7 separate regions of the Mus musculus genome follow, and all the other regions are linked to region 2. Evidence: chromatin contacts called from public Micro-C and promoter capture Hi-C data. All regions are on one chromosome and are shown on one strand. The core of a region is the stretch at or near the end of the contact, and the rest is flanking DNA. Distances in the headings are between cores, read along the strand shown. Region 1 holds the start of 4930478L05Rik (RIKEN cDNA 4930478L05 gene). Region 2 holds the start of Usp25 (ubiquitin specific peptidase 25). Region 3 has its middle 32 kb from the start of Btg3. Region 4 overlaps Gm41474 (predicted gene, 41474). Region 5 has its middle 49 kb from the start of Gm30116. Region 6 holds the start of Rbm11 (RNA binding motif protein 11). Region 7 holds the start of D16Ertd472e (DNA segment, Chr 16, ERATO Doi 472, expressed).

Region 1 (3,453 bases), core at 674-3,173, 1.5 Mb before region 2:
GTATGAACCTTCCATTACACCCTCATCTTCGTGGAAACCTGTCCACTTTACTGCTGCAGGGACTTGCCGGTATGTTTGTCTCCTGCACCATTTCCTTTTCCTATGTAATTCCGTAAAGACCAGCGAATGTTCAGCCAGTACAGAAGGACTAGCAGAATAGTGCTTGAGTGGTTAATTGGTGAATGAACATGGAAGAATGCTAAGGACCAGCCTCGGCTTGGAGAGGTTCTGAGGAAGGGGAGCAGTGAAAGAAAGGACTCACAATCAAATCGTGGGTTGAAGCTGGCGATTTGTGCTCTGCTGGAGATAGCGTCCCTGCCTGCCATCTCTCTGTTCTGCGGTCTTTCTCTCTGATCTGCTTTCTCTCTGTGTTCTGATGCTTCTCCAGGCAGTTCTCTTGCTGTTCTAAAAAAAAAAAAATTCTCTGGATATCTCTTCTCTTGCAGATCATGAACTCAGTCTTTTATTTTACATATCAATCCGGTCATTTACTCCAGGTTTCCCTTTGACCATCCTATGAATCTGCATCCCGTGCCCCCAGCCTCCTAATTCTTAGAAGACAGGAAACCCACATTTTCTTTTAACATTGCAAAAGAAGTCAGAGATCTGCCTGCCTCTGTTAAGCACGTCAGTAAGCTAGCTGGGTGGGACCCAGTCCTGAAATTACCTTTTCTAACACACCTAAATTTCTAAATAAATAGAATAAATAGACCTAAATTTCCTCCATCCCAGGCTGACCTTGAACTCAGGAATCTGCCTGCATTTGCATCTGCCTGTCTTTGTATCTTTCTGACAAGCCGGCTCATAGTGTAGCTGCCTCTGTTTCTGTAGATCCGTGGAACCCTTTATTCAATTCATATTGCATCCTTATGTTTTTGCATAGTTGAAAAGTTATATATTTCCGAACTCATGTCCTTAAGAGCTGTGTTTTCCACAGCCTTAAGGGCTGTCCTGAAGGTCCCAGCATTTACCATCTTGCTAAAACATTAGCCACACCTTAGCCTCCTGGACTGATGCCGTCTGGGATTATCATGGCCATCATTAATGTGAACCGGAAGGACATTCCTTGAAGGACTGTGAAAATATGTATATTATTACACAGACGAGCCCTAAGCCCATGTCTCCTGGCATATGACATTCTGTTCCTACTAAGGCCATGTCAGAAGAACTTCAGAGAATTGCCTTTAAGATTTTTCTTCTAAAGCAACTCACAAGGAAACTTTGGTCTATTTACCAAATTACCTAAGGACTTTCTGGAGCTGTGAGTCTTAATAATATAACCAAAGAGCTTTGTCTTCCTTTGAGAATAACACCACAGTACAGCTAGCACTAACAGTTGTGTCTAGTTATTTTAGTTGACTAGAAGTATAAAAGCAGTGTTTGAGCAGGCTGTCTTGGAATGCTTTTCTAGGCTCCTTTGACACAGACAAACACTACTTCTGGATGCAGCAGCCGCCGCGTGGGCACTCACTGCAGATAATCTTGACTGCTTTGAAATCGGTGATCAAGACAAGCACGTGGACTGCACAACCCAGAGCACTCTATTAATAATAATAATTGTTATTATTATTAATAACAAATGCATAAAAAAGACTCTCTAGCTCAAAATCATGGTCGATTCATCCCAGCAGCCAGGAGTGAAATGTGTTACGAGACATACAAAAACACTGAATCCAAACAGAAAGTACTCAGAATTAATTCCAGCAGCTGACAACAGGTGTCATGGTTGAAATGATGAACAAGTTTCCCCAGATGGTAGACAGAAGTCAACCACTCGAGATTAAAAGGTGATTTCTGTTATCACAGGCACAGAATCATGGCCTTGGAGAAAATGAGGGCAGGAAGTGAAGAGTTAGGGCTGAAATGGAGTCACAGCACTGCTCGCTGCCTTGCACCGCAGCAGGTGATAGTTCTCTCATTTGCAAAGGCAAGTCAGCTGCAGACCGGAAGCAGGCTTCTCACTTCCGCTTCCGCTCCTCCTCTGTCACGGCATTACTCCCTCACGGGTTCTTCTTCAGAAGCCATTTATTTTCTCTCCTCTCGCTCACCACAACACCCGCACCGAGGCCTCTCCGTCTGTACGACCAAGAAAGGTCTTTAAAACACAAGCCTGATCCTGCATATGTTTGGTTATGACTCGTCAATGAGCCCGCCCTTGCCATTTCTTCCGGGTCAAGCTCTTTTAGCTCCCGGATGCAGAGTGCTAAGTATAACATGATTAGCTACTTTTGGTTTAGTTAATTCGGAGTTCATAGAGAGTATTTTTTTTAATTAGATATTTTCTTTATATACATTTCAAATGCTATCCCGAAAGTTCCTTATACCCTCCCCACACCCTGCTCCCCAACCCACCCACTCCCGCTTCTTGGCCCTGGCATTCCCCTGTACTGGGGCATATAAAGTTTGCAATACCAAGGAGCCTCTCTTCCCAGTGATGGCTGACTCGGCCATCTTCTGCTACATATGCAGCTAGAGATAAGAGCTCTGGGGGGTACTGGTTAGTTCATATTGTTGTTCCACCTATAGGGTTGCAGACCCCTCTTATCATACCCCCCTTTTACTTTTCTTAACTGTTAAAATTAAACCTAGTATCTGACTTGCTCTGTCAATGAACTGTATCCCACCTCTTGTTTTTTAGTTTTTTGGGGTTTGCTTTTTTTTTTTTTTTTTTTTTTTTTTTTATTTTCAGGCGAGATCTCACTAGTTTTCCAGGCAGCCCTTGAACATGCAGTAAGACAAGCTGACATTAAACTTGCCAACCTCCTAAGGCAACCTCTTCCATAGCTGGGATATATATATATATATCCTGTACTACCAAGCCCAGGATTCCAGGAGCCCTCTTAACTGCTCACCCCTGCCTTTCATTCCTCCTCCAGCGTAACTCTAGACTCCATTGCCTTCTTCCTGTCTTAGTTTTATTTATGCCTTTAGTAGCCTCATGAATTCCCTGTGCCCTAAATACTATGTAGCTCTCCTCCTTGAATGTAATTGCTGAGCTCTTGGAGTATGTATGAAGTGAGAAAGACTGATGAATAAGACCATGATGGGAGAGGAGCCATGCTTGTGCGGAGAAGAATTGGTGGATCTAGGGGTGTGTCCAATTTCTCCTAGGTGTTGCTGTTACTGGGTTACTGGGCCCCTTTTCCATTAATACGGTAGCTTCATGTTCTGTGGATGTTGAAGTTTGAATTGCTGAGGAGTTGGCCTTTCTGTCCCAGGTTTTCCACCTCTGCATCTGACCCCCTCTTCCTGCAGCAGGGCCAGGCAGTGTTGGTTGTTTTAAGCCGAAAGCAGCAGACAGTGTACGCCCTGTTCACTTAGCAACTTTTCCCCGGTGCCCCTTTTATTTCTTGGCTCTCCACCAAGGATTGACAGGTAAACAAAACTCTTGTTTTGGTTATGATTTTACTTCTAGGGGGAATGGGGGTCGCCTGTATTCTCTTGGGGTTAAAT
Region 2 (3,618 bases), core at 1,089-3,588:
ATCTTGAAAACAGAAAATCATTTCAACAACTATAATGGCCATTTACTTAAAATTTGTCAACAGATCTGCACACTTTTTAGAGAGGAGAAAAAAAAAAGAAAAGAAAAGAAAACTGCAAAAATTCTATCTACACAGCAGCCTGCTCCTGATAGCCCTTCCTTTCCCTGACAGTCTTTGAAGCTTCTAAGTGAAATTAGTTTCACTTTTGTTTCTTAAGTATAGAGTTCACTTCCTACTTCTTAAGGCAAAGTCCTAGCCCTAGTTTCTAGCGTCATTTTAAAACTTCAACTTTGAGTTACATTGTTTCAAAAGAATTTAAAACCATACTGTTTGGCCCTGTTCTAATACTGGTCACAAAATAACAGTGTATTAACAAGGCAAAGGAACACATTTAAAAAACTACAAATGTAGTTCAGTTGGTAGAGTTCTTGGCTAGCATGATGAGGCCCTAGGTTCAGTCCCCAACACCATTAAAAGTAAATATTCTGGGTGTACAAAAATATATGATGTTGCTCTAAAAGCATTCACCAATTATCAGTGAAATGATTTAACATACTCAACACATGCTAAAAACAGCATCACAATGTTAATATTTTGAATTAGAGAATATTCTCTTAGGGGAGAGGAGGCTTATTAAGCATGAATATTGGACTAGAAAACAAAGTTAACTTTCAGTAATTTGATTCTTGATTCTACAGACTTATGTATACAGTTCTGAGCCATCAAGGTAGTTATCTGACTATGCAAAGAAGTGGTTTAGTCAAAACGAAAGACAAAACCCATAAAGTCCTTGCAATCTTGAAGTTTAAGAGAAGCAAAAAAGACAGCAACTTTTCCCACTTTGAGATAAAGACGTTTTAAAATGCAAAATGAGTATAAAGAAAATGCTACTGAGCCTATTGCTTAACATGCCAAAGATCCCATGACCTTCCAACCAAAACTACAGCACACATTCAACATCAACATCTAAAGATTATAGTGTTCTAGGAACAACATACAGAATTGGGAGGCCAACTGTTTTCTTCGTTATTGTTATTCAGTCTTGAATTCTTCTGCCACATTACAAACTACATCACAGTTCACCATAATCGTCTCAATGTGCAAGAAGCATAGACTAAAATAGGCTCCAAAACCAACTTTAACCAAAGTGTCTAAAATAACAATGCACTATCCCTACTTTCCAACATTCTCTGACATCTTTGGTTATCTCAAGGAACATAAAATGCTAAAACTATTTTAATGACAAAAAGAAAAAAACGGGGGGGGGGGGCTGTTTGAAGGTATTGGTCTATTTTTTAGTACAACAGGCCTCACTTTAAAGACAAGCACAGGTAGGCTTTACAGCAAGTACCTAGTGTCAAAACTACAGCAGGGTGTGGCATCCATTACTCACACCGATGAGCCAAAGGAGGCTCTGGCTGTTCACTGTATACCTAATTGCTCCTACAATTAGAATTCAACTAAGCCAACATTTCCCCGGTGCTCAAAATGCTTTTCACACCAATAAGGGGGGAGGGGGGAGGGCAGAACAAGTAATGACCGTCTGCTCTTCAGGACATGGAGCAAGCTATGCTGGAGCTTTTAAAGATTCTTAAAGTAAAACCTAGAACTAGCAAGATACTGTTCGAGAAACAATATGTGATGACCCCCCTAACTCTGCGTGAAACTGATGCTAGAGTAAAGAACGAACAAGAGAGCAAGGTCAAACTTAGGGGACAAAAGATTTGAGTAACAGCCATAAAGGTCTCCTTACGCGCGAGATACTTTCTAGATCCAAGAGAGAATAAAATAAAGAAAAGAAAGAATAACCAACCAAACACTCTACTTGTACAGATTCCACCCTGGGTCGATGCGATGTACCTGCCCTGGAAGACAGGTAATTCGTTTTGGGGAGGTCCGGTTTTTTTTTCCCCAGAACAGCAGGCCTGGCACAATAAGACCTCCGAAAGAGAAACTGTCCAAAAGGGGTGACAAGTGACATTCTTGCAGAAGAAAAGGGACTGGAAAAGGAAGCGAAGGAGAAGAAAGTTTAATTACAAAGCCTGGCAGAGTGAGTACTGGAGGAATGCGGGGGTCACTCTGGGGACGCGGCGCCGTCGGTTCTGGGAGAGCAATCCGCAGAAGGGAGTGGACGCGAAGCCTCTCACTACTGCACACCCCGCTCCGCACGCAGCCCCGCGGGACCGAGCGCGACGCTCCCGGAGTGGCCCGGCCGGCCGGGAGGCCACGCGGCCCGTCGAGGAGCGGCGACCAGCCCGCGCCTCACCTTCTGCGCCGCGCTCTGCTGCAGCACATTCTGCTCCACGGTCATGGCCCCCGCGGCGGCCCCGCCTGTCGCGCTCTACCGGGCCCGGGGCAGCGACGCGGACGGCCCGGGAGGACGGCGCCCCCGCCAGCCGGGCGCGAAGGCGATGGCGGCGGGCGAACGCGGGCCCCGCGGGCAAGCGGCGAGACGCTACCGGAGAGCGCCACCGCGGCCGCCTCAGGTCCTCTGCGCCCCGATCCTCAGCGCCGCTGAGCCGCGGCGGCCCGGCCCATGGGCGCAGGCGACGGAGAGCACGATCAAGCCGGGCCGCGTCACGCGTTCGCACTCAGCTTCGCCTGACCGCTCCGGGGGGACCACTGCGGGCCGGCGGCAAGCGGACGGAGGGAGCGGCCACCCGGAATGGCGCTGTCCTCCGGCCGCCGCGACTCCGCCTCCAGCCCCTCCCTCGCCGCGGTCACCGCCCCCGCCCCGCCCTCCTGCCCCGCCCCCGCTCTGCCCCGCCCCACCCGTCCTAACCCTACATTGTGACCCGCGGGAGCGGAAGGAGGGGCTGTGTTGCTGCCCCGCCCCCTGGTGGGCCCCGCCCTCCGTCTAAGCTCCTCTCAGCGCGCGGGCTGGACGGCCAGAACCGCCCATCCTGCAGGTTACTGTGCACCATTTAAGGCTCTTGCTAAACTCTGACATTGCGACCCCCCGACCCCCAGTCGAGGCTAGAGCCATAGGACGGTATACCAGATCACCTTCCTGTCTAACGGTCTCCAAAACAATCAACGTCCTTCCATACCTGTAATGTCCCAAAACCTGGGCGGGCCCAGAACTCCAGCTATTTCCTATGTCACCCAAGCCTTTCTAGGAATTTCACAAGCCATGAACCTGCTGGAAGAAAAAAGTCAAATAAGCAGAACGCTGTTAGAAGTCCTTCTGGACTGTACTTTTCTCAACTATTCGTTACATACATCAGGACTGACATTCTGTGTTTATTTCATGCACTGGAATGTGTGACAGTCACTGCTAGACTGGGGATTTAAGGTTTATTTACTGAAGAGAATCTAAATGAATAGACATAAGGCAAACAACATTATGAAAGAATCACTGCCTAGATGATGCATAATTCTAATATCCCTGTTGCCAAATTAAACAAACGATTAACTACCGTATGTGGAATAGTCTACTGTAAACGGAATTGGAGGAAAAGCCTAACAGTAAGTAAGAAACCTGGAAGTAAAATATCTTCAATTGCACCAGCTAAACTAGGGACAGAGTAAGACCGAGACCCAGGGGAGGGTAGATTAATGAGCACAGGGTTACAAATACAATAATACAGTGCACATACAAGTTAGACTGTAATTTAA
Region 3 (3,333 bases), core at 739-3,238, 1.3 Mb before region 2:
TCTAATTTTTTGTGCCCTGTATGCGATCAGCGTACAGCTAGGAAAACAAATATAGCCAAGTTAGGGGCTGTACAAAATCTCTCTGGTTGGGGATGTCACTCAGGTACAGGGCTTGCCTAGAATGTATTGTGTGTATTGAGCAACTGTTCCAAACTATATACATCCTCCCAGCCCCAGAATCAGTTTTTTATTTTTTCTATTATCTCATATTTGATAAAACCAATGTATACCAGTTACTTGAAATCTTGAATCACAGCAAGTATCTGAAAGAGTTCACTCCAAACAATACTTAGCTCTTGTCAAGCACATACTACACTGGGACCACCACTAGCATCAAGACAGGGATCTAGAGCACCTATTGAAAATAGTTTCAAGCAGCTAACGGGGAGAGTGACCTTCCTGGCTGCTGTTGCCAAGAGAGACTGGTAATGGTTTCAAGAGGGTCCCCCACTAACTACCCTCCTATTAGTTTTCCTCAATGGCAAGAAAGCAAGGTTTCTAGAAAAACAGTAGACCAATGATCAGGAGATGTGTTTTGTTTTATAAGGCCTTGTGAAGTGGAAAGGGAAAAAAAAACAAAAAACCCAAAACCTTACTGGACCTTGCCTTTATTTCTGTATGTATATGATGATGAATCAAATAATATATATAGTAATATTTCTGGTAGTGTGGTTTTAATAATAATTTACCTATATCTGGCTTTAAAACAACCTCTTCTGAAATACCAATTCTTACCAAATTTTCTTCCCAAACATGTTCCCTGACTTGTAACTTCCAAATTGGCAAGTCTCCAGTAGTGAAATGTGCACGTATAGCAAGAGCCATCCTGGTTTGCAAACAGTGCCCAGATGACTATAGGACGACCGTAGCATCCTGCAGGACAAACTTCCCTCCCTTAGGTGGCTAGCTTTATGCTGCCATGCGGTCGTGGTAAGACGAAAGACAGTAAACAAAACCCATTCTGTGAGATGAGAAACTGAGTAGACCTGCATTTCTGCTCCACTGCAGGAAACTTCACGGCCTCAAAGAATTCAAAAGGAACTCCTTAAGAGAGCTGAGACAATGCTAAGGCTTCATAAGCCATATCTCTGAGCAAACTGTAAAAGGGCTGTATTTCTATCTTAGTCTGTCAACATTTTAGTGATCAGTCATTTAAATAGGCTGTTCCTGATGTCAAGGGTTGTGGAGTCAATTTTCAACTGTCAGCATTGAACAAATCATTGGTGGCTTGGACATCCTGACAGATTTCAAGTGTTACTTCAGGACTAAAGTACAAGATGTACAAAGTTAATAATGTGTGTTGAAAAGATTCCATAAATTACCACCTCAAAACTATCTGAGTCTGATGTCATTCCTGCCACTGCCACAGACATCTGTTTTCTTTTTTTTTTTAATATATTTTGTCTATTGGCATTCCCTTGTACAGTCTGAATTGCTACTTAACTTTTTTTTACTTAACTGTGGCTTCTTGTTTGCTTATAACATCGTAAGAAATTTCAAACTCATAAATTACATACTGAAGTGCTGTGAACATATCAGAACATTTTAGTTGACAGGGACGACCCATTTTACATTTTGGAGAACTTTAATCTTGATTTGCGTGGTTTCCGTGAACACATAGAAGCACTCAACTTTTGTTAAAAGCCTGGTGCTCTGTAGAAGAGTGTCAACTTTACAAGACTACGTGTTAACAGTTACCGGTCTCCATTCCTCAGTCCTACTGTCCCTGGAAATGTTCTGACTGCTGACAGTTCTGGGACTGTGAGAGGGAAACTGCCCTACTTAACATTAAAAGAACACACTGCCGGTGGCCAAATTCATGTAGGAATAGCTAACCTAATATGCCACTTCGTCATTTTCTCTTAAAGGGCAAAATAATTCATTCTTTCGTTCACTTAGTCTGTGCTGATTCCATAGAACTGTTCTGTGTAGAAGTTCCAGCAACTTGAAGAAACTCTATATACACTGAGAGATATTGTTAGAAATGTACTTGGCAGTGGCTTACTAGCACTAAAATGAGAGCAGCTGTGAATTATCCACAACTAAGACCACTGAGAATCTGCTCGATTGAACTTTCTGATGTAAACCGCGACATCTGTTTTTGTTTTTCTTCCCTCTTTTGCACGGCCTGACAGCACTGAATCCTAAATCCCAGCTCAGACATCTGAACACACAGCTCATTTCCCTGTTTCCCTATAGGGTTTGGTCTCCCATCTTCATCTACACGGAAGTATGAGCACTAACACACACACCTCCTAAGTCCCAACCTTTGATGTCCAATCCAGCACTCGCATGCTCCAGAAAAACAGGCATGTCAGCATTGCCAGCTCCCTGGTCAAGGAAATTCCTTCCTCTCATGTTCAAAACACAGTTCCGTGGCCTCATTTACGACATTTACATGGCAAGGCTTGTAACTGCTCTCTTTCCCCTCTCTATAAATTGTCTGCCATGGTTACGTGCACTGTGGGCTACCATCTTGCTTCTTCGCACTTTTTGCCTACAGTAATGATTGTTTTGTTCCAGGTGTGTAACTCAGTTGCCAGTTAATATTTTGCCTGTATTAAAGAAAACCTTCATGTCCTTTATGCCTATAATAGAGCTGTTCTCAACACAAGTCAAATATGAAGTGTTCAGTTTTCTGTCCCACTTCAGTTTTCCACTAAGTTGCTTCAACCTAAAATCTAATACTTTCTCCCTTGTGACCAATCCTGACAGTACTAACTTTTAAAAATAAATAGGATGTGCTTTAAAACACATAAATTAGCAACCTTGTGTACGTATAGGAAATCCCTGAAACAAGACATGACACTGATCATACTGATTTCTCCTTTTGCTCTCTGAATAACCTATTCACAAACTAACAGAATTTGATGTGCAGCTTTTTGGAGAGGAACTGGGAATAGAAACACACTGGTGAGGGTTTGTCTCGTGTCTCGCACTGGATCGCCTTCATTATTACTGTCTGAAACACAATTAAGACAAAACAAAACCCAAAACTAAAGAAAGCTATTCAGATCCAGTTATTAACTTAAAAAGACACACCATTTAGTTCTGTGTCTCTGCAAGTCCTTGCATCTTCTCAGCAAGAGTCACGAAGACAAACTGGTGGGCAGCTCATCTGCTTCCACTTGGCAAGTGCGAGCTTAAACAGCATCACCATCCCATTTTGTTTTTGAAAGATAGGAGACTGGAGAAAGGACAAGGCAAGTGGGTGTGTCACTTTTGTTGATAAGAAGTCATTGTAAAGTAATGGTGGGCACTGGTGCATGCCTTTAATCCCAGAACTTGGGAGGCAGAGGGGAGCAGATTGGAGTTTGAAACCATCCTGATCTA
Region 4 (3,569 bases), core at 702-3,201, 1.3 Mb after region 2:
GCATATGTAGCAGAGGATGGCCTTGTCAGACATTATTGGGAGGGAAGGCCCTTGGTCCTATTAAGACTCTAGTGTAGGAGGAGTCCTGGAACCAAGATGATGGACCTGGAGGGCATCATCCTGAGTGAGGTAACACAATCACAAAGGAACTCACACAATGTGTACTCACTGATAAGTGGATATTAGCCAAAACCTAGGATACCCAAGATATAAGATACAATTTGCTAAACGCATGAAACTCAAGAAGAATGAAGACCAAAGTGTGGACACTGTGCCCCTTCTTAGAATTGGGAACAAAACACCCATGGAAGGAGTTACAGAGACAAAGTTTGGAGCTGTGATGAAAGGATGGACCATCTAGAGACTGCCATATCCAGGGATCCACCCCATAATCAGCTTCCAAACGCTGACACCATTGCACACACTAGCAAGATTTTGCTGAAAGAACCCAGATGTAGCTGTCTCTTGTGAGACTATGCCAGGGCCTAGCAAACACAGAAGTGGATGCTCACAGTCAGCTATTGGATGGATCACAGGGCTCCCAATGGAGGAGCTAGAGAAAGTACCCAAGGAGCTAAAGGGATCTGCAACCCTATAGGTGGAACAACATTATGAACTAAGCAGTACCCCGGAGCTCTTGACTTTAGCTGCATAGGTATCAAAAGATGGCCTAGTTGGCCATCACTGGAAAGAGAGGCCCATTGGACACACAAACTTTATATGCCCCAGTACAGGGGAACGCCAGGGCCAAAAAAATGGGAATGGGTGGGGAGGGAAGTGGGGGGGAGGGTATGGGGGACTTTTGGGATAGCATTGGAAATGTAATTGAGGAAAATACATAAAAAAAAAAGACTCTACTGTAGGGGAATGCCAGGGCAGGGAGGTAGGAGTGGGTGGGTAGGTGGCTGTGGGGCCACCCTCATAGAAGCAGGGGGGATGGGATGGGATAGGGGGATTCCAGAGGGAATATTGGGAAAGGGGATAAAATTTGAAATGTAAACAAAGAAAATACCCCCACTCTACTACTACCAAAAAAAAAAAAAGTCTCTGCCACATGTTCACATTGTCACAATGCTGACACAGATTCAAATTGTCACAGTACCCTCAGCTCTGATGGGCCAAGACTAGAACTGAAGCTTCTGAAAGGGTGATCTGAGCAAACTTGTCCTTCTCTTACGTTGTTTGTTTCACATACTGTATCATAGGAACACAAGTGCTGACTAATAGAATTCCTAAAACAAATAGAACTACCACGTGACTTAGCAATCACATTGCAGGGTGTATGTGTGTGCACGAGAGAGAGTTCGTGCATGTGCGCATTTGTGTCTATCTGTGCACTTGTGTGTTGTATGTGTATACAAATATATTTTTAATACCTCCATTGAATCAACAAACCACAGAGAAAATTGTCTGAAATGGTAGCCACAGGCAGGACTGGATACTAAATTTTTTTTTTTAACTTTACATCCCGCTCACTGCCCCCTCCCAGTTGCCCCCCTCCCACAATGCTTCCCCAATCTCCTCTGAGGAGGTACGGACTGCCCTAGGTATCCCCTCCTCCCCCTGGGATTTCAAGTCTCTGCAAGGCTAGGTACTTCCTCTCCCACTGAGGCCAGACAAGGCATCCCTGCCATGAACAGACAACAGCTTTGGAAATTGCTCCTGCTCCAGTTGTTTGGGACTCACACGAAGACCAAGCTGCACATCTGCTGCAAATGTGCTGCGAAGGCCTAGGTCCAGCCTGTGTATGTTCTTTGGTTGGCAGTTTAGACTCTGAGAGCCCTGAGGGTCCAATTGGCTTTTCCTGTGGAGTTCTGATCCCCTTTGGGGCCCACAATTCTTCCTTCTGTTCTGCCATAAGTGTCTCCAAGCTCTACCCACTGTTTGGCTGTGGGTGTCTATATCTGTCTGGCTCAGCTGGTTGGCAGAACCTTTCAGAGAACAATATGTTCTTGTGTGCCTGCATAACAGAATATCATTAGCAGTTTGAGTAACAGTGATGCTGCACGCCTTCAGGATGGTTCTTAAGTTGTGCTCTTGATTGCTTGCTTCAGTCTGTGCTCTATCCACCCTGCCTGCGTGTTTTGTAGATAGGATAAATTTTGGGTTGAAAGTTTTGAGAGTTGGGTGGTGTCTCTATCACTCCACTGGGGATCCTGCCTGGCTTCAGGAGGTGCCCTCTTCAGGTTCCATATCTTCAATGTTGTGAGTCACGGCTAAGGTCACTTTTCATTGATTCTTGGCCAACTCCTTTATCCCAGGTCTCTGTCTCATCCAAAATGGTAGCCACAGGCAGAGATGGATACTAAATTTAAATTTAAAATAATTTCAATAATTCCCACACTCACATTTCAATAGCTCAATAGCCATATGTGTTGATTAGTGTTTATACTACACATTTTTAATATGAAATAATATTGAAAAAAATCTTTAGCATCATCGGGTGAAGGAATTATTCCAGACTACCCAAATTAAACCTAAGATTATCTGATTCCATATTTGAGATGTGTCCTTTTCAAAGATTTTAGTAATTTTAATACTCTCTGTATCTTTAAACCAAAGTGTAGCAAAAGATGACATTGAGACTCATAGCAACCAAGTCAAAGGAGACCATTCATAGTCTTCTTTGAAAATATAAAATACATGATGTTGAATTTTTCTTCCAAACTAATAGGGATCATGAGCATCTCGTAAAAGAAGCAAGTCCTTGAACCCCATGCCTTACCAAGAACAGACTCTGAGGCCAGCATTAGCTGTATGTCCTCAGAAGGTAGGGGAATTTAGATGACTGTGTCATACTTAATGCATACTATGATGGACACATAGTATCCTGAACATGTGTATGTATGACACGAATCAGAATCCTAAATCATGTCTAACACACACACACACACACACACACACACACACACAAATCCTTGGGTGCTCTTTGTTCTTAATCTCCATGGAGTTTTAAAGTTTCATTCCTATAGCTTCTGTCATTAGGGAGTATTTGTCCTAACAGTGGACTCTTAATGCCCTGCCCCTTGATATTAAAATATTAGATCACTTAAATTAACTTTTAGTGCAGCCCATTTTTAAATTAGAAAATTAATTTTCCAGACAAACTGAAAGGAAAATAGGTTGTATATATTGTATATGTACATATATAATACATATAAATGTATATATGTATGTATGTATGTATGTATGTATGTATGTATGTATGTATGTATGTATTGTCCCCACACACACACACACATGATCAGGTCAGGAATTCAAGTAAGGAACCTGAACACAGGAACAGAAGCAGAAATTATGGAGGATGGAGGAATTTCGCTTACTGTCTTGTTTCCTATGGCTTGATCAAATACATTACTTAGACTAGCTGTCTTCTTAGAGATGGCATTTTCCCAGTAAGGAATGAGTTCTTCTACATCAATTGTCAAGAAAGAATATGCAACTCACTTTCTAACTTGGTTAGGAGTCTTCTCTCATCTGTAAATACTAAAAACACTTGAAGTAAACCACCCTACCATTCACTCACAAAAGCAATGTTTTTATCATAGACAATCAACTCATTTTTTTGA
Region 5 (3,312 bases), core at 173-2,672, 1.7 Mb after region 2:
AATATTGGCAAGGGGGAAATCACGGCCTTGGGGCTTCTATCAGAAAAATCATTTTATTATTAGAGAATTCCACTTCTTCCTGATAAGGGTTGATCTGATGATTTTCAAAACCACAGATGGCGAAGACCTTAAATTTACTGCGGTATGCCTGGGTTCTACAGGCTATGAGGATGGTCAGAGTTACATTCTAGGCAGCTGTTCCATGGCAATAATAATAATAATAATATAAATAAATAAAAAATAAAATAAAATAAAAACAAAGAAAAAATCACCTATTTAAAATCAACCATAGCATCTTTTGCAACCTTCAGGAAACACTCATTTTCTTAAACAACAATTTGTATGACAGTATCCTGCTATGTGTGGAGTGAAAGTCATTGAGCGATTGGTCACAGACCTCTGGTTATGCCCCTTATTCTAGGACTGTGCAAGGGTAGCCTTACGATTGGTCATCACTACTGTGGATTTCCTCCATCCCTTCAATTTCCCACTCCTTTTCTTTCCAGTCCTCCTCCCCTCCTCCTCCTCCTCCTCCTCCTCCTCCTCCTCCTTATGTATTGTAGAAAGAGTCTAGTTGTGTAAATAAAGTGGGTTGGGCACTCCTGTCTCAGCCTCCCAAATGCTAGTATTCTAGGCTTATATCACTGCGGTTGTCCTGTTTTGTCTTCGCGATCCTATTTCTGCTGCTCTTACAGTTTTAGGTGCGTGGCTATCCGATGCTGAGTGAAGTGTGGTCATGCCCTTAATGATAACTAACTCTCTCTCCCACCAGCTGCTCAGCTACTCCCCTTCCTTAATGTCTGTGTCCTCCTGAAATACCAAAAGACCTCATCCAAAGAAGGGACTTTTCTTTTTTTTAATGGAAGAGAAATAACCTAAATCAAATCAGTCAGAACTCATATGAATTCATTTAAATTCCAGGGAAGTCCCTGCGCCACATAGCAAGAAAACATAAGGAAAAAATGTTTTTCTTGTTACCATGGTAAGGGATTATATGAGAGGGGTCAGACTTGCTTGAATCTGGTGGGAAAAAATAAGCCATGGTCATTAAGATTTATTCATTTGGCAGACAGTTCTGAACCTTTATGATGCCCCACTGTACTGAAGTCCAGGGATTAAAAAGTCTTGCTGCAGCGAGACATTTTTAAATTCATGAAGCTTAGAGGATTCTTGGATGAAATCGAAAAAAAAAATTAAATAGGAAGGCACACAAAATATTTCTAAATGAGGATAAATGCCATGTCTTATATACATGGGCTGCTGACATACGCAGTTGGGAGTTGTGGGAGAGAAACCTGCTTTAAAGTCTAACGGCTTTGAAAGCAGTCTAAGGAAATTGCGGTTAAACAGGGACCATGAAGATTAAGGCAGGGTTAGGGAGTGTCCCAGGCAGATATAAACAGAATGTGCAAAAGCCTTTGAATTGGAAAATTCCTTGCTAGGCTGTTTGAAAACTGATAGGGGCCAGGTTGGAGGTGGAACGGATGTGAGCAAAAGTCAGACATTCTCTTTCCATTCTATTACAAACAGCCTATGGGGTCTGGAAATATTACGGAACATGGTTCTCTGTTAACCGTTAGAAGACAGGATTTTGTTTTAATCAAATCTCACTTGCAGAAACTTTTTTATGTTTTAATTTTTAAAGTATGAACGCTGGCCTTATACTGCCCTCTTGTGGTTATCTGATACACTACATGTGTCCTGAGAAGTATAATTTTAACAACCAATCAGAATCATTTTACATGCATGGACCCAGGCTCAAAAATAGAAGCAATTCTTTTTTAGTTTTTTTTTTTTTTTAATTGCGCTTGCATATAATAATCAACCAAGATCCCTGACTGCAGGAGTCATCCGGATGGAGATTAGGCACTGAAGCCTGACTAGACCTTATACAAGAGGGTAAAGTGCGCCTGTGGGAAATAGGGAGGCACAAACTACAGCAATCCCATTCAGTTCTGTAAACTTATAAAAAGAGGATGTCAAAATAGCTAGGTGTGGTTTATGGGCAGGTCCCCCCCCCCCCCCCCCCCCGTTCTCTGCCTCTGAGTTTCTGTTTTTAACACTTTATGTAAATAAATTTCCTCCAGTCTGGGTGTGTTTTCACACTATTTCAGACACCAAGATATCCAGGTTCACTTACACGATCAGCGTGTTGCCTTAGTTTTGGAAGGAGTTCCAGAAAGTTCTATAGCCTGCTTCTCTGTTGATGGTCTTTCCATCTTTCCTCTCACTTCCTTCTCCCCTAAGTTTTGGCCAGTCATACTCATTATCAGAGGTTTTCTGTTATTGTGGTTGTGTTGTGTTGCGTTTTGGTTTGGTTTGGACAAATACTAGGCATGGCTTCCTAGAGAATAGGCTTTTCCTCACTATTTTTACGTGCATTAAAATCGAGTCTAAATTGCTTTCTTCTCCAAGCAAGCTGTGCTGGCTACATAGTTTCACTCAGAACTGAACTGTTTGATGAAGGCCTGGCTATATCCTGTTCCTTCTTTTCTTAGGAAGACAGCACACACTCCTTAGCTGAATTTTACAGCGCAACGCTTTGTTTGTAAATGCAAACACGGACTCACACTTTCCGGATATTTGTCAGAGCAAGGACCTCAAATTCACCGCCGATCAGTTCCTCACAGATGCTTGGCTTTGAGAAATAATATGTATGAAAGAGAACGAGAGCAAATGCAAACCCCTGTTTTCCATAAAGTCTCAGATCTGCTTGAAGATTGAGGGAGACCCTTGTGAAATACATAGATGTCCGGACTGCTTCAAGCGGGGGCTGCTGAGTTGCTTCTGCAGATCTGTCTTCAGTCATCATGAAGGACTAATGTTTCCTCTTCGGGGAACTTTTTGTCTTCCTTTATATTCATGGATGCCCCAAATCACCGGGTTGTATTGTGTACCGTCTCCTCAGACATGCCAGCTTTGAAGGTCAGAGTTCATCATATTTTCTTCCTTGACTGACTGAATGATTTATCCAACCATGCGTTTGTGCTTTAACTACTTTCTTGGCACCATCTTGCCTTGCTAGTCTTTTCCTTTTGAAAAGGTTTTCTCCGAAGAGTTTAAGTAGCTTATCCTGCTGAATTATACGCATCTATAAGCAACATGAATGTCGGCTAACAAGTTACATATAAATAAGAGGATTTCTATTGAGCCTTTACTTAATTATAAAACTTCTGAGTGTAATCCAAACAAGAAAACAAAAGAATTTATAAATTCCACAAGAGCTTAATCATGTTCCCAAAGATCAAGAGTTTTAGAAAAGCATAGTAATTATATTTCTCAGGACACCTAAATGAACTGTCAGGCTGTGTG
Region 6 (3,379 bases), core at 226-2,725, 1.4 Mb after region 2:
ACTTTCCTCAGCCCTCCTCTACCCCACCCCCACTCCCCGGGGGTTCAGAAGCAATGATTTCTGGAGAGGCTGAAATTACTCCCCTTCCGAATAGTGAATTTCAAATCATATTGGGTCACAAAACAGATAATGGTGTTTATAGAGGGAATACTGTAAAGTGGCAATGGATAAAATAAAGATCTTATGTTTTCTTGTTTAGCATCTATGCGTGGCAAAGAGATTCCTTCCTTAAATTTAGAGATAAGTAAGTCCTTTAAAATTTAGGGGAAAAAAATCACTACTGGTACCCACAACCTCACTCTAGAAATGCATCTCTGTTATTGTGTCCCCGAGAATTTTCTCTTATTTTGAAAGCGGAAGTCACTGTGACTTTTTTTTTTCTTTTTAGTAGCAATGGTTCGCATTATTAGTAATAACAATAGCAGTCCTATTAGCAGCAGCAGCAACCAACAGCGCTGCCTGTAGCTGTTTCATAAAGAGAAGTGTATTTCTGGCAATCACATTGCATTTCAGAGACGATTAATTAGTCCCATTTTACATTTAAGTTCGAGACTCGGATACTGGCCTCACTGCAGACCGCTGTGTTCTCACTTTCAACAGGTTTTATTCTTTTTCCCCTTCCTTATTATTACCTGTCCCTTTTGCAGATACGCATAATCCGTGAAAAACAGTTTTGATTCCCCCTTTAGAGCCCCTTATCACCACTTTCGATTTGCTCTATAATTCTGAGTCATTAACCAATTAGATGAAGGGCTGAAGACAGCCGTCTCTGGCAAGAGGGACCCAGACGTGTGCTCTCCAGTTCTCAAAAAAGTCCTGAAGGTCCGAATATGAAATACAGTGTCATGACTAGGGAATCCATTAAGTTAGTCATGGTGAATTGACTGCCTAGCATTTCAGAAATCACTTGTATGATTCTACAACAACAACAACAAAATGCTCTCCCCATCCAAAGGCTTGGGAGAAAGGGTGACAGCTAGGGAAAGGTTTTCAAGAGAAGTATCTTTCTCGCAGGTGCCATTTTCTAGGTTGGACAGAAGGGTGCTTACTATCCCGTGAGGACAGTGACGGGGTTGTTTCGTGTTCCCGCAGCACATCCAGGGCCCGGAGAGGCTCCGGGAGTCCTGGCCTGGGGCTGCCAGGGTGGGGGGTGGGGGGTGGGAGGTCGTTGCCCACCCGGGGCTGCAGAGGAAGGAGAGTACGAGCCGCTCATCCCCGGCTGCACACTTGCGAGCCTAAGCGAGGGAAGGGAGAGCGGAGCTCCGGTGGGGCGGGGTCCCGGGGCTCCGCAGCCGCCGCCCGGCCTTCCCCGCGGACGGTACCTGAAGGAACAGCTCGTAAAGAATCTCTTCCCGCACTCGGGCCTCTAAATTGCCCACAAACACGGTCCTGTCAGCCTCCTCCTGAGCCGGGAACATCCCTGCGGTCCGCAGCCAGGGATGGAGGAGGTGCCGAAGCCCCGCCCCCCTCGCTCCGCTTTACTGCGCGGCTCCGCCTGGGCAGCGGAGCCCGAGGCGGGCGCGCGCCAGGGGCGGGGCGTGAAGTCACGCCCACCGTCCCGCGGGACCCGCCCACCACCTCGCAGCCCCGCCCTCCCTGACTAGAAAGACTGACTTACTGACCTGAGGGCATCAGTCGTCCACTTGGCACAGTGCTTCTACCTCTTTATGAACAAGATTAATGGGTGATTTTAGTTTGCTTTTTTTTTTTTTTAAGCAACGTTGGAAATACAATGACTAGGAAGTTGATATTCAGATTGACTAACTTCAGTATCGACGTGCCTAGGGGGAGATATAAAAAATTAATTTGCTTCCAAAGAGTTAAATTGGTAGATCAGTAACGCTGTGAAGTTAAGTTATAGCATGAAAAGAAATGTCTCCGTGTATGGCTACTGATACAAGAAAAGACTAAAATTAAAGTTTATTTAGCCTTTAAGTAATACCGAGATAGGTCTTTGAAATTTTTCTGTGGGCTCTGAAAAGGGCACTGAACTCAAGAAAACACTGTGTATAAATGAGTCATTAAAAAAAAAAAGTTCCCGAAAGGACCTTGGAATCACCCTGGAAAGATCATTCAGTAATGAGAACTTGATTTGGTCTTTGTTTGGTGGAGTAGTAGGAATTCATTTTGAATTCAGGAGATGTACTTCTGCTCGGTTGACTGATCAGAAAATTCCTCTCTCAAGAAATGGAAATGATTGAGAAACTCCCACAGAAATGTCCAACATCATGAGGAGATGCAAATGAAAACTACTTTAAGATTTCATCTTACCGCCGGCGGTGGTGGCGCATGCCTTCAATTCTAGCACTTGGGAGGCAGAAACGGGCAGATTTCTGAGTTCGAGGCAAGTCTGGTCTACAGAGTGAGTTCTAGGACAGCCAGGACTACACAGAGAAACCCTGTCTCGAAAAACAAATCATCTTACCCCAGTCAGAAGGGCCAAGATAAATAAGACAAGTAACAAAACATGGTGGCAAGGCTGTGGGTGAAGAACAACACTTATCCATTGCTTGTGGGAGTGACAACTGGTCCTGCCATTATGGACATCAGTGTGGTGGTTCCTTAGAAAGGTCTACCTCAAGGTCCAGCTATGTGACTCTTCAATATGTGCCCAAAGGATCCTACTACAGAGGCGTCCCTGTTTGTCGCTGCTCTATTCGTGATAAACAGAAATTGGAAACAGTCTAGATGTTCACGAATGGATGAACAGATAACGAAATTAACACAACGGAATATTATTCAGCTGTGAAAAAAAATGAAACTAGGGGGAATTTCAGGTAAATAGATGTAACTAGAGGCAATTATCCTGAGTGAGGTAACCCGTACACAGAAGGCAAATTAGATACTGTGTGTTTTCTCTTATATGTGCCTGTGAGCTTTCAAGCTAAGAGTCAGGCTAGTAAGGGAACAGTAGAGAAGAAAGGATTTTACAAGGAAGGGGGAGTAGAATGTAGTGTTATCTGGTGAGATGGCTCAGCAGGTAAGAGCACTGACTGTTCTTCGGGAGGTCATGAGTTCAAATCTCAGCAACCACATGGTGGCTCACAACCATCCTTAATGAGAAACAAATAAAAAACCCTATAGGCCAGAGCGAGCAGTGCTGGAGTGAAAGGGAAGTGGGGAAAAGGGGGGAAAAAGAATGTAGTGTTATTAAGAGGTAAAGAAAAAGCCAGAATAGGGAAAGGCAAGAGAGCAGGGCAAAGGAGCATATAATTGAGGGGTAACTAACAGCTAACACCAACTGAGAAACCACCTAACAACCTACTACTGTAGGACCTTGCTAACCCTTTTTCACATATGTGAAATGAATTTAAATTGTCACCAAATGACAGGTGAGACAATGCTTCACCTAGACGTCTCATGTCACCAAGTAACCTTC
Region 7 (3,452 bases), core at 122-2,621, 1.6 Mb before region 2:
AACAAGATTTAAAAAAAAAAAATGAGGACAGACATCTGAAGTTGTCCTCTGAGCTCCACACACATGCCAGGATATGATCATGCACACATCATACACACCACATATACAAACATACACATACAAATATAAACTTTGTAAAAATCACTTTAATTAAATAAATGAGTAGAATCCAAAATGCAAGATATTTAACACACCCCAAATTTTAATATGCATAGGGGGCAGGGACCTATAAAATATTCATTATTATTATTAATGGGGGGGCGTGTCCTGGTGACTGTGGGACACTCTTGGAGGACAGCTTTGTGGAGTTAGTACTTCCGTTCCACTGGGAATGGAGCTCAGGTTGCCAGGTTTGCCATAGCAAACACTCCCCCTCCCCCATCCCACCTCATGCCACCCCCGCTGAGGCACCTCAGGTCCATGGATCTGGGGGTCTTTTTCAGAGCAAGGTATTGATTTCTGGATTCTGCATTTGTAAAAACGCCACATGGGGTCTTTGAGTCATCCACCACACTTCGGTAGCATGGGCACAGATGACTTTTTTGAGTCCTTGATTAGTGGCTTTACCTCCGCAGCCTTGAGTTCAAGCTCCAGTTTTTGTTTCTAAGAAACTGCGATAAAGGGTTAGTCACCACTAAACTGCAAGAGCCGAGTTTCCTGTTTCTCTTCTGTGGACTGTTGAGAAAGACTAGCATAGCAAACGTAACTGAAAGTATTGCGTAGACTTGTGGCCTAGGCAAGGCTTAAGGAGTCAAGCAGATGATGAAAGTACATTTACATACTAAAAAAAAAAAAAGTTTAGGAAAGGGGTAGACTTAAAAACAAGAGGCGGAGCCTCGGGAATGTTTTCCGTGGATGTGCATGGGAGGTACCACATCGTGATACATAATTCGAAGAAAAGATGCTCTGCTTCTAGAATTATACCTAAATCGGGATATCTGAATTATCAACTTTTATCTCATTCAGAAAGTCAACCAACATGAAACAGGAGTTCAAGGATAATACTTGGTTCAGGCTCCTGGTTTTGAAGCAATACACTCCCCACGCGTGTGTGCCTTTCTCCTCCTCCACCCCTCAGGCTTAGCCGTGGGCCCATTCCTGCAATCCGCAAGTGGCTGGAGTTTTCAGGGGCTGCAGGGAGGCGGGCCGGACGGGTCCATGTGCGCCACGCGGAGGGGAGCGAGATGCTCTCCGCGGAGGCGCAAGAGGATGCGCACGGGGGCGCGGGGCGGCGCGGGGCGGGCGGAGGGCGGCTACACTCCCTGCGCTAGGGTGGCCACGTGGGGCCCTGGGGCTGTGGGCTGGCCCGGCCGCTCTCCCCGTGGGCGGCTCGGGGTGGCGCAGGCGGCCCGGGCGGGGCGGAGCGCGCTGCTGTCTGCGCTGCGGCGCCGGCGGAAACAATAGTGCGGATCGGATCGTGGCGCGCGGACGGTGGCCCGCGGAGCCGGACGGTAGAGGTCCTTCTCTGAGCCGCTCTGGTGCTCAGGACCAGTGCCGGGACGGACGGACAGACGAGACGGATCCCACGCCGTGCCGGACGCCCACGATCCTCGAGTGGCGTCCCCGGGACCCTCCGGTCCGTGGCTGAAGAGTCTCCGACGTGAGCCGATCCTTCCCGGGTGTCCCAGTCCCCACGTGCGTCTTGCCGCGGCGGAGCCGGGGAGCCGGGTAACCGAGTTAGCGGGACGCCTCCAGACGCTCACCCAGAAGTTGGCAAAGCCGCGTCCCAGCGGCTCCTTCTGGCCACAGCGACCGACCCGAAGTTGGTTGACAGGCCGGGTGTCTGCCGGCGCGACCCGGGAGGCGGGTGTCTCCTGTGGGCAGCCCTTTTGCTTTTTCGCAGTAAAACTGTGATACTGTAACTCCAGGTATGGCGATGCTTGCCTGACAGGGCTGTTGCAAACGCCTCCTTTTTCGGTTTTTGGGGGGGTTTTTGGTCGGTTACTGCAGGCCATAAGCAAGTTTTTGCCGTTGTGTAACTTGCTCCTTTCTCTTTCCTCATAGGGGCACTATGAACGAAGAGGAGCAGTTTGTAAGCATTGACTTGAATGATGACAACATTTGCAGTGTTTGTAAACTGGGAACAGACAAAGACACGCTCTCCTTCTGCCACATTTGCTTCGAGCTAAATCTCGAGGGTAAGGATTCTGCGGTTTTAACTGCGTGCCGCGTACTACTTTGTGCAACTTAGGCTGAGATGTTTGGAGGTAACACTGCAACTGCTTGAAAGCCTAGAGATTGTCCTAAGTGAAGATCTGCTAAGGGTTTCTGGAAATGAAGCCAGAGTTAACAATAGTTATGAGTCGAGGGAAATGTTTGTCTTTATAACAGAATGTTAAGCTCCTTTTAACTAATATGAAATGAAGTGCAGGTATTGTCTGATAAACATTTAAGAATCAACATGACCGTACACGTGGGCAGATATAATTTTACTCCTTTCTGCCAAACTTAGTCTCTATTTTTCCCATCATGTGGTGAATTTTAACTAACTTTTATTTTTTTAAGTTGTTTATATCAGATTTTAAATAACTTCCTTTAATATTAATAATCTTTTTAAAAAAGGACTTTTCAATTCTTTCGATGCCAGTACCATTGTGAGAATGTGTAAAAGAAATGCTTGAGAAATTAAACCTTTTGCTGAAGGTTGTGTTGGGTACACAGATAACTGGGTCCTAGATGTTTCCAGGAAACATGGGCTGTGAGCTTTCTATTTGCACTGTCACAGTGAAACCCCAAGTCTTTTGGGGTATCTATGAGTCACACTGAAGAAGAATCTTAAAATTTCCCCCAAAATAAAAATTTGTGTATAACTTGAATTTTGAGGTTCTAATGTGTCTGTCAGTAGAGAAAGATCTTACTAGATACTAAATATTTTGAAATACCTAGATGCTTAAGGGCTTGGTTTCAAAACAACATTTCATTTTGTCTTTAAAGACTTTCATGATTTTTTTTTTGTCTTATTAAGAGGGACAATGTATCCTTATTGCTAAGCACACTCCTGTACTGAGATCATAGACTTTGCCATTCCTGTTAGGACTTGTTACTCAGAAGTGTTGTAGCTTCCAAATGGTGTCTGTCTTGGCGCATCATGGAGTTTCTGTGGGCTAAGTAGTATGCTTGTTACTCTGGCTTTAGTAAATTGTAGTGATTACACCTAGTTTTAAAAGCGTGACTTAGAAATGACGATTTTTTTTTATGTGTGTGTGGAGTTTATATTTATGTTCTCTGTGCCCCAGTGAGAGGGCACACTTCTGCTCTTTGGAAACAGTTTTTTTTCCTGTGTGTTCTCACACCTCCTGGAAGTTTACATTTTAGAAGGGCAGAGACATCAGACAGGATCAACTTGCAATCTCTGTGTTGTCTGGAAGAAACTGAGGCCTGGTGGGTGGGTGGGCTGCTCCAGGTTGCTGGAGTGGCGTCAGCAAGCTGTTCTTCTGTGCCAGGCAAATGTT

Evidence for each region. Promoter capture Hi-C pulls out the DNA fragments that hold promoters and counts their contacts. A called contact is a pair of places that touch in the nucleus more often than the background predicts. Capture Hi-C pulls out chosen DNA fragments and counts their contacts.
Region 1: a promoter capture Hi-C map of 3T3-L1-derived adipocytes shows a contact between it and region 2, with 4 times the contacts expected there. The contact joins the promoter of 4930478L05Rik here to the promoter of Usp25 in region 2. A contact is called at or near these places in 6 of 39 promoter capture datasets (the 3T3-L1 cell line, 3T3-L1-derived adipocytes, the C10 cell line and 3 more) and 1 of 115 datasets of contacts at active chromatin or transcription factors (thymic regulatory T cells).
Region 3: a contact with region 2 is called in a promoter capture Hi-C map of liver, with 2.9 times the contacts expected there. The contact joins the enhancer-like site here to the promoter of Usp25 in region 2. A contact is called at or near these places in 6 of 39 promoter capture datasets (the C10 cell line, frontonasal cranial neural crest, liver and 2 more) and 2 of 115 datasets of contacts at active chromatin or transcription factors (astrocytes and large pre-B cells).
Region 4: a promoter capture Hi-C map of hippocampal neurons shows a contact between it and region 2, with 2.1 times the contacts expected there. The contact joins the enhancer-like site here to the promoter of Usp25 in region 2. A contact is called at or near these places in 7 of 39 promoter capture datasets (the 3T3-L1 cell line, the HPC-7 cell line, cranial neural crest and 4 more) and 3 of 115 datasets of contacts at active chromatin or transcription factors (astrocytes, forebrain and thymic regulatory T cells).
Region 5: a contact with region 2 is called in a Micro-C map of the G1E-ER4 cell line. The contact joins the enhancer-like site here to the promoter of Usp25 in region 2. A contact is called at or near these places in 4 of 39 promoter capture datasets (the 3T3-L1 cell line, 3T3-L1-derived adipocytes, hippocampal neurons and 1 more) and 2 of 484 Hi-C or Micro-C datasets (both in the G1E-ER4 cell line).
Region 6: a promoter capture Hi-C map of pre-B cells shows a contact between it and region 2, with 8 times the contacts expected there. The contact joins the promoter of Rbm11 here to the promoter of Usp25 in region 2. A contact is called at or near these places in 9 of 39 promoter capture datasets (the C10 cell line, the HPC-7 cell line, cranial neural crest and 5 more), 7 of 484 Hi-C or Micro-C datasets (CD4 T cells, embryonic stem cells, nephron progenitors and 2 more), 7 of 115 datasets of contacts at active chromatin or transcription factors (astrocytes, bone marrow-derived dendritic cells, embryonic forebrain and 4 more) and 2 of 9 other capture datasets (adipose tissue and liver).
Region 7: a contact with region 2 is called in a promoter capture Hi-C map of adipose tissue, with 5 times the contacts expected there. The contact joins the promoter of D16Ertd472e here to the promoter of Usp25 in region 2. A contact is called at or near these places in 10 of 39 promoter capture datasets (the 3T3-L1 cell line, 3T3-L1-derived adipocytes, the C10 cell line and 6 more), 2 of 484 Hi-C or Micro-C datasets (muscle stem cells and uterus), 3 of 115 datasets of contacts at active chromatin or transcription factors (astrocytes, fibro-adipogenic progenitors and large pre-B cells) and 2 of 9 other capture datasets (adipose tissue and liver).

Annotation. Positions count from the first base shown.
Region 1 is chr16:78,558,786-78,562,238 of GRCm38.p6, reverse strand. 4930478L05Rik (RIKEN cDNA 4930478L05 gene) reads right to left here and starts at 1,923. Exons shown (of 3, transcript NR_040569.1): 1 at 1,472-1,923; 2 at 263-405. All of the region lies in intron 2 of D16Ertd472e (DNA segment, Chr 16, ERATO Doi 472, expressed), which reads left to right. It overlaps LOC115488614 (a long non-coding RNA gene), which reads left to right. Exons shown (of 2, transcript XR_003951854.1): 1 at 1-2,093; 2 at 3,219-3,453.
Region 2 is chr16:77,012,789-77,016,406 of GRCm38.p6, reverse strand. Usp25 (ubiquitin specific peptidase 25) reads right to left here and starts at 2,338. Exons shown (of 24, transcript NM_013918.2): 1 at 2,267-2,338. The coding sequence starts at 2,311.
Region 3 is chr16:78,342,751-78,346,083 of GRCm38.p6, reverse strand. It overlaps a transcript of Cxadr not described here. Among named protein-coding and RNA genes, the nearest start is that of Btg3, 32 kb to the left of the region's middle. Within about 2 kb of position 1,988, at least 15 of the 459 cell types and tissues checked have an H3K27ac peak or open chromatin away from gene starts, as enhancers often do.
Region 4 is chr16:75,666,158-75,669,726 of GRCm38.p6, reverse strand. The region is part of intron 2 of Gm41474 (predicted gene, 41474); the gene reads left to right. All of the region lies in intron 1 of Gm30162 (a long non-coding RNA gene), which reads right to left. Among named protein-coding and RNA genes, the nearest start is that of Gm30162, 8.6 kb to the right of the region's middle. Within about 2 kb of position 1,951, at least 12 of the 459 cell types and tissues checked have an H3K27ac peak or open chromatin away from gene starts, as enhancers often do. A contact at or near this core is called in hippocampal neurons, where this site is marked.
Region 5 is chr16:75,341,836-75,345,147 of GRCm38.p6, reverse strand. It overlaps a transcript of Robo2 not described here. Among named protein-coding and RNA genes, the nearest start is that of Gm30116, 49 kb to the left of the region's middle. Within about 2 kb of position 1,422, at least 25 of the 459 cell types and tissues checked have an H3K27ac peak or open chromatin away from gene starts, as enhancers often do. A contact at or near this core is called in the G1E-ER4 cell line, where this site is marked.
Region 6 is chr16:75,590,987-75,594,365 of GRCm38.p6, reverse strand. It overlaps Rbm11 (RNA binding motif protein 11), which reads right to left and starts at 1,475. Exons shown (of 5, transcript NM_198302.2): 1 at 1,323-1,475. The coding sequence starts at 1,418.
Region 7 is chr16:78,574,607-78,578,058 of GRCm38.p6, reverse strand. It overlaps D16Ertd472e (DNA segment, Chr 16, ERATO Doi 472, expressed), which reads left to right and starts at 1,371. Exons shown (of 5, transcript NM_001252439.1): 1 at 1,371-1,635; 2 at 2,005-2,138. The coding sequence starts at 2,012.